2 separate regions of the Mus musculus genome follow, and region 2 is linked to region 1. Evidence: chromatin contacts called from public Micro-C data. All regions are on one chromosome and are shown on one strand. Each heading gives the region's core, a stretch centred on a gene start, on an enhancer-like site or on the middle of the called end of the contact. The rest is flanking DNA. Distances are from core to core; before and after follow the strand shown.

Evidence for each region. A called contact is a pair of places that touch in the nucleus more often than the background predicts.
Region 2: a Micro-C map of granulosa cells shows a contact between it and region 1, with 2.9 times the contacts expected there. The contact joins the promoter of Aff2 here to the enhancer-like site in region 1. A contact is called at or near these places in 5 of 39 promoter capture datasets (frontonasal cranial neural crest, hippocampal neurons, liver and 1 more), 1 of 484 Hi-C or Micro-C datasets (granulosa cells) and 2 of 9 other capture datasets (embryonic stem cells and liver).

Annotation. Positions count from the first base shown.
Region 1 is chrX:69,098,875-69,102,006 of GRCm38.p6, reverse strand. No RefSeq gene overlaps it. Among named protein-coding and RNA genes, the nearest start is that of Gm6812, 210 kb to the right of the region's middle. Within about 2 kb of position 1,561, at least 3 of the 459 cell types and tissues checked have an H3K27ac peak or open chromatin away from gene starts, as enhancers often do. A contact at or near this core is called in granulosa cells, where this site is marked.
Region 2 is chrX:69,359,054-69,361,948 of GRCm38.p6, reverse strand. It overlaps Aff2 (AF4/FMR2 family, member 2), which reads right to left and starts at 1,618. Exons shown (of 20, transcript NM_008032.3): 1 at 1,111-1,618. The coding sequence starts at 1,157.

The DNA.
Region 1 (3,132 bases), core at 312-2,811:
CCAGGTGAGAGACTGGTTTAACTAATAAGGTTGGCATAAGATTAGTTATTTGGAAAGTCTCACAACAGCCAACGCAACAAGCAAATGGAGCTAACTAGTTTGATAAGTTGGGAGAAAATAGGAACTCACGCCACTGAGACAAACATCCTTAGGATTTTCAGCACTTATTCACAAATGACAGTATTTTCTGTTAAAGCTGCTCTCAGAGCACCACAAACAAAGAGAATCGACTTCTCACTTCACCTTCTCTGAAAAAATAAAAGACTGTTGACACAGCTCATCTTTAAACCTGTGGTTTATGGTCCTTGGATACCCCCAAACCAGATCCTCTAGCAAAGGGGGAGGAATCACTGTGAATGGATAAACATACCATTCCCTAAAGTAAATTCTAATTCCTTCACCTAATAATTCAGGCTTTCCCATCTTCAGAAATATGAAATGGGGTGATGGAACATTAAGCCAAAATAAATGCTGTAAGTGCCAAGGAACTAAAGAATCAACCCCTGAAAATTTACAAAACGAATTAGCAGCACATGAGTAGGCAGAGCATACGGCAGAAAACAGTGAGAAACACTGCCCAGATCATTTCTTTCCTATTATTTCCTGTAATCATCACAGAAATTCATTCTAATCATTCATATTTTTATTCATTCATCTATTTGTTTTTAAGAAAATAAAATCATGAAGACCTACTGTGTGCCAGGCAATGTTCCAGGTACTAGAAAGATTGTGGAAATAAGATAACAATTGTCTTTATTTTCATGCAGCTCATCTCTGGTAATCGGAAATCAGCATGAAAAACAGATAAAATTGTACAGGTACAAGAATTATAAATAAAATGGAAATGGACAGATGTCACAGGGAGAATATGGATACAGGCACTCCTTTCTGATGATTCAATAGGTCTGAGGACTAAGTCTGAGTACAGGCCTCATGGATGGAAGGAGCCAGTCATGCAAATACAAATTTGCAGATATATGAAAAATAATACTCCAAGAAGAGGGAATATCTAGAGAAATGTAATGTTTTCACAAATGCAAGCTTATGTTTAGAGGGGCTGGAACTTATCAAGCCTGGTGAATGTAACAGATAGTCAAAGAAACTGGCAGGGACTGACTAGTAAAGACCTCATAAGCACTGGATAGGAATGCAGAGTGTGGACTGTATCTCAAGCACAATGACATAAGACGATTTGCATTTTAGAAGAATTTTTTACTTAGCCAAAGAGATTAGTGGCAGATAACGATGGGTATAAGGGAATGATAATGAACGTACAATAAAGAGAGAACCAGATACTGGCCAGTGCCTTGCTAGAAAAAGCGAGACATAAACAAAGATTGGCTCAGCTTTAATGTAGACCTCATGAGATTTGCTACTGGATTCACTGCGTAGAGATTGAAAGAAAAGAGTCAAGAGCTTGCGTAGGAACTGATTAGACAGTGGTGTCAGGTTTCTGAAATGAAAAGCAGTAAAAGAAGACGATTAGAAGTCTATTATGATTATCTACTAATACTGCAATAAAACGTTTTAATTGTGTTTATAGATAAGAGGACTATGTCAGAAGGCCATGCAGCCAGAGTATCCACGCTGTCCTGGCTAGTTTCCCAGGCTATGGAATGTCCCAGGGTCAAGTAGCAAATATCTCTTCCAAGGTTCTCTTCTTCCCTACAACTTCTTTCCCTATGGAAACAAGCTCCACTTACTTTCCCCTGCTGCCACGCTGCTTTCTTGTCTTCTCACTGCTCAACTACTCCTTATCCACTGCTCCAAGAGCACACCCCATTACCCACTACAACATGGGAAAGGGTAACTTTAATAAAGGATTTTCCAATCTCATGGTGATGCTTTTACCTCCAGAAAAAAAAAAACAAACAAACAAAAAAAAGCAACTATGCTCAGACATAGAACATGAAAGTTAGAGTGACGCTGGCTCATTTCATATTTTGTTTGACTATCATGGTGTTATAAACATTGTTTAAATGCTTTTTTGTTCAAAGAATTATCATGCAGACTCCTGGATGTTTAAAAAAGCAATTTGTAAAAATATTATTTTATGATATTTTTGGATATTTAAAATAACATTTTATATGTGAGTGTGTCATAGTTTAACTGAAGCTCTGACAAGTGGGGTGACAATCTTCTTCCTCCAGAATTCATACTCTATCTAACATAAACAGAGAGCTGGGTACGGGAAACCTCTGATTAAATTTTTGGTTAGGGAAGTACAAGAGACTTCTAAAATAATATACACTATTGTCATTGCCTTTGCTTGCCTCAAAAAAAAAAATGAAGGTAAGACCCTTTTTCTGAATATAGCACATACTTTAGCCATAAGCTTTGGAAGAACCACTATGGATCTGTCCTGGAAACCACCTCACTGAGGACCAGCTCTCATAATTTTGGAAAGAGCCATTCAAGCTGCCAACAGAGAAGAGCAATTAAATAGTCCTATCCAGCTGCAACACCAAGGAACCATTATGACAAGTATGGCAAGATATTCTGAAAAGTACAATAGTGATGTTTATATCTTAAAGGTAAGCAACAATCACTCAATCAAATATTAAGGCCTATTCAATAAGAGGAAATCTGTGTCTGGTACTATAAATTTGCTAACTACCTTTGAGAGATAGGACCACAGAATCCACTGGATAACCTATTGTAACCAATTTTCTAAACCGGCATAAACTCTAATGCCATACTAAATATTTATCCTTATATCCATATATATGTGTAGCTTTTGTGCATCATCAAAGGAACATCTTTTCTGCAGTAGATTTAATCATTTAAAAAGTGCAGTTTAATCATTAAACAATGTGTTGTTCCTTGGGAGGTTCAGCCAGCAACTGACCAATGCAGATGTGAATGCTTAGAGCCAACCATCAGACTGAGTTCAGGGACCCTGGTGGGGGAGCTGGAAGAAGGACTGGAGGAGCAAATGGGGACTGCCAACCATATGAAGAATAATATCAGCTGGCTGGACCACCCAATGCTCCCTGGGACTAGACTACTAACCAAGGAGTATACAGGGAGGGGGAATCCACGGTTCCAGATACTATGTAGCAGAGGATGGTCCTGCCTGACATCACTGGGAGGGGAGGCCCTTGGTCCTGTGGAGGTTTGATGCCCCAGCAT
Region 2 (2,895 bases), core at 369-2,868, 260 kb before region 1:
TAGTAGTCTGAACATTGCAAAAGATTTCAAACTGTTGGTGGGCACTACAGATTATCCTCACTACATTTAAAGGGCAAGAGTGCCACTTGAAGTCTCTGCTCCTGTGGCTGCCTCCTTCCTCATCTAAACACTTGGGCATGGGCGGGGGGACTGGTACATTAAAATATTGTGACTTATAAAGAACGATAATGTTTATAGTAAATGGTGAAGTTTTTCTAAAGTTAATAGATCTGAGGAGCACTATGCATGTGCGCCTGTACATCAACACAGAGAGAAAGAACTTTCTGCTCCCCCACCCCCACCACAGTCACCTTTGCACCATGTTTCAGGATCTCTCCGCAACTTTACGGTATTTTGTTTAAAGCAGGCTAAACCTGGGGATTCTAGCTGTGTGTCCAATACACAAACCTAAGGCTGCCTCCCACTGGGAAGCCAATGGGGGTTCAGAGGCTAATTAAATGTTCATTGACTTCGGAGCTGAAGACTTTAGGGGCCAACTTCAAACACCCTTCCACTTGAAAGTCAAGCGCTAAAGGCAACTGGACTGGAGGTCCCTAGTGCAGTGGCCCCTGAAGACGCTGCTCTGAGAAGAGGAACTTAGGCTGGATAGGCATTAGGTTTTGGACCCATGCCTTTCTGGGTGGGGATTGAGGTGGCAACAGCGTGGGCGGTGGCCGCTGAGCAAGCTGAGGGTGGCCTCTGGGTACCTGGCTGTCGCTTTTTCTCCCGCCACTGGCTGCAGGCACTGGCAACTGGAAAGTTAAAGCATTTAAGACTGGATCCTACCCAATCAGCCACTGGTGAGAAAAGACCCCAGGAGGTTGTTGTGCGGGTGGGTGGCACTGAAGCTGCTATGGGCCGGCTGCAACTCTTTAGACTTGGAGTGCAAAGGGATGCTCTTGCCCACATCTTTCCCTGTCCCCGCACCTCCCCCATCCCAGCACCCGACCAAGGAGTCACTGAAGCCAAAGCTAGAGGTGTCTGGGAGCAAGTGGGAGAGTGTCCGGGGCGCCCCCCACAACAGCTCTGGCTCCTCTTAACAAAGGCGAAAAGCCCAGACCAGACCGGGGATCCCGCTCATCAAAAGAGAAGGGGAATTTTAACACCTACCACTGCTGCTCCAAGTCCCAATCCCTGAAAAAGTCGAATAGATCCATAGCGGCGGGGCGGCGGCGGCTGGCGGCCGTCTGTCCCTGCTCGCTGCGTGTCGGCGCGGCTCTGAGCTGCGCGGCTCTCTGGCTGCGGTCGGCGGCGCGGCTCTCTGGCCCTCCTACCCGGTTAAAAGTGCTGGGGCCGCATCAGCGGCAGCGGCGGGCGCCCGGGGTACCTAGTCCTGCGCTCCGGAGCAGTGGCGGCAGCGGAAGCGATGGCACCGGGCAGGCAAGAGCCTGACCTCCCGCTCTGGTCCACTCGCTCCGCGGCTGCCCGCTTGCCCAGCGCGTCCGGGCTGCGGTGGCGGCCGCTTAGAGCTGGGGTCGCCTGGGCCGCCCGCCTGGCAGGCTGCTGGCGGGTGGCGACGGCAGAGGCGGGGGCGAGCGAGGCAGTGGCAGTGGCGCGGCGCGGCAGCCGGGGCGGCAGCAGCGGCGGCGGCGGCTGCACAGGCGGCGGCGGCCGAGACAGCATCACACACTTACACACTCACAGGGGGCGGAGCCTGGACAGCTCGAAGCCGCGACATGGAGCAGACACGTTATCATCCTTGGATCTGGCAGGGGCTAGCCCCGCCCGCCCTTGCTCCTGGATGCCCCCCACCCCCTGTCAAAATCAGCTGATGGGGGCAGTTGCAGAGCTGAAGACTCAGACCTAGCCCAGGACCCAGAGGAGGTCCTGGGACCCAGACAGGGGAACACAGAAGGTGGTCTCACTGTACCAGAGTGTAGACTAGCAGAATGGGACACCCTCACCCCAACCTACCACTGGGATGTAGTATTTGCCATCAGAAAAGAGTGCACAAACTGCTGCAAGGAAGGGCTAGCGCCCTGCTGCCATTGCCTGTAGTCCCTGCCCAGACATTCTTTTCAGACCACTGGATCAAACTTTTGCGTCCCCAGCATCCCTCTGGGCTGCATCACGGGGCATGTGTGTTCAGGGAGGACAGGGCGGTCACCTTCACCATTTCTGCGGTGCTGCGCATCCCAGCCGAGTTCACGCTGCAATATCCTCTTAGGCTGAAGTAGTACTGGTCCCTCAGTAGGTCAGCAAGCTCTGGGCCCTGGATTTAGTAAGCTGCAATGGGAGGGATAAAGGGCGTCCCCTTGAGTGGTCCTTGGGATAAGTGGTTATAGTACTAGTTTCTTCCAACCTTAAGCTTTGGGCAAAAACCTCCTGCATTTTCCTTCTCTGAGAAACAGGAAAACCGCTGGGTGTGTGCCCACTATCCCACGCACCAGCTGCTTTTCTCCCTTCTGGCTTGAGAACAGTCTCTCTGCACGTGGAGGGCTTAACCACACCCCTCTCCTCCTTCCAGCTTGTCCTTCTAGTCCAGGAAAGGATGAATCCATTCCTTTAGCGAGTTCCTCAAAGGAAAAGTTTCCTCATCTACTCAAGAGAAAAAGGATATACAGGATTATAAAGGCTTGTTCAATTTGGAGTCCCAGACATCTGAATTACTTTCCTACTGTCCTTACCGGGAAGGTACAGTATTGGCACTGTGCTGAAATCCTAGGGCCAGAAGTGAGCAGAGCGGTAGACAACATTGACAAAACCTCCTAGCCTCAGTTTTCCCATCTGTACAACTAAAGTATTACCCTAGTGGCCATCAGGCTTATCCTGATCTCTTTCCTTTTCCTATTTGAATATTTGTTTTTAATCACCTCACACACTCAAAACCATCTAGATAGCCTTGCTTTTTGATCTTGACGAACTAGGAGTCCCCACTAGGTCATTTGCTCAAGA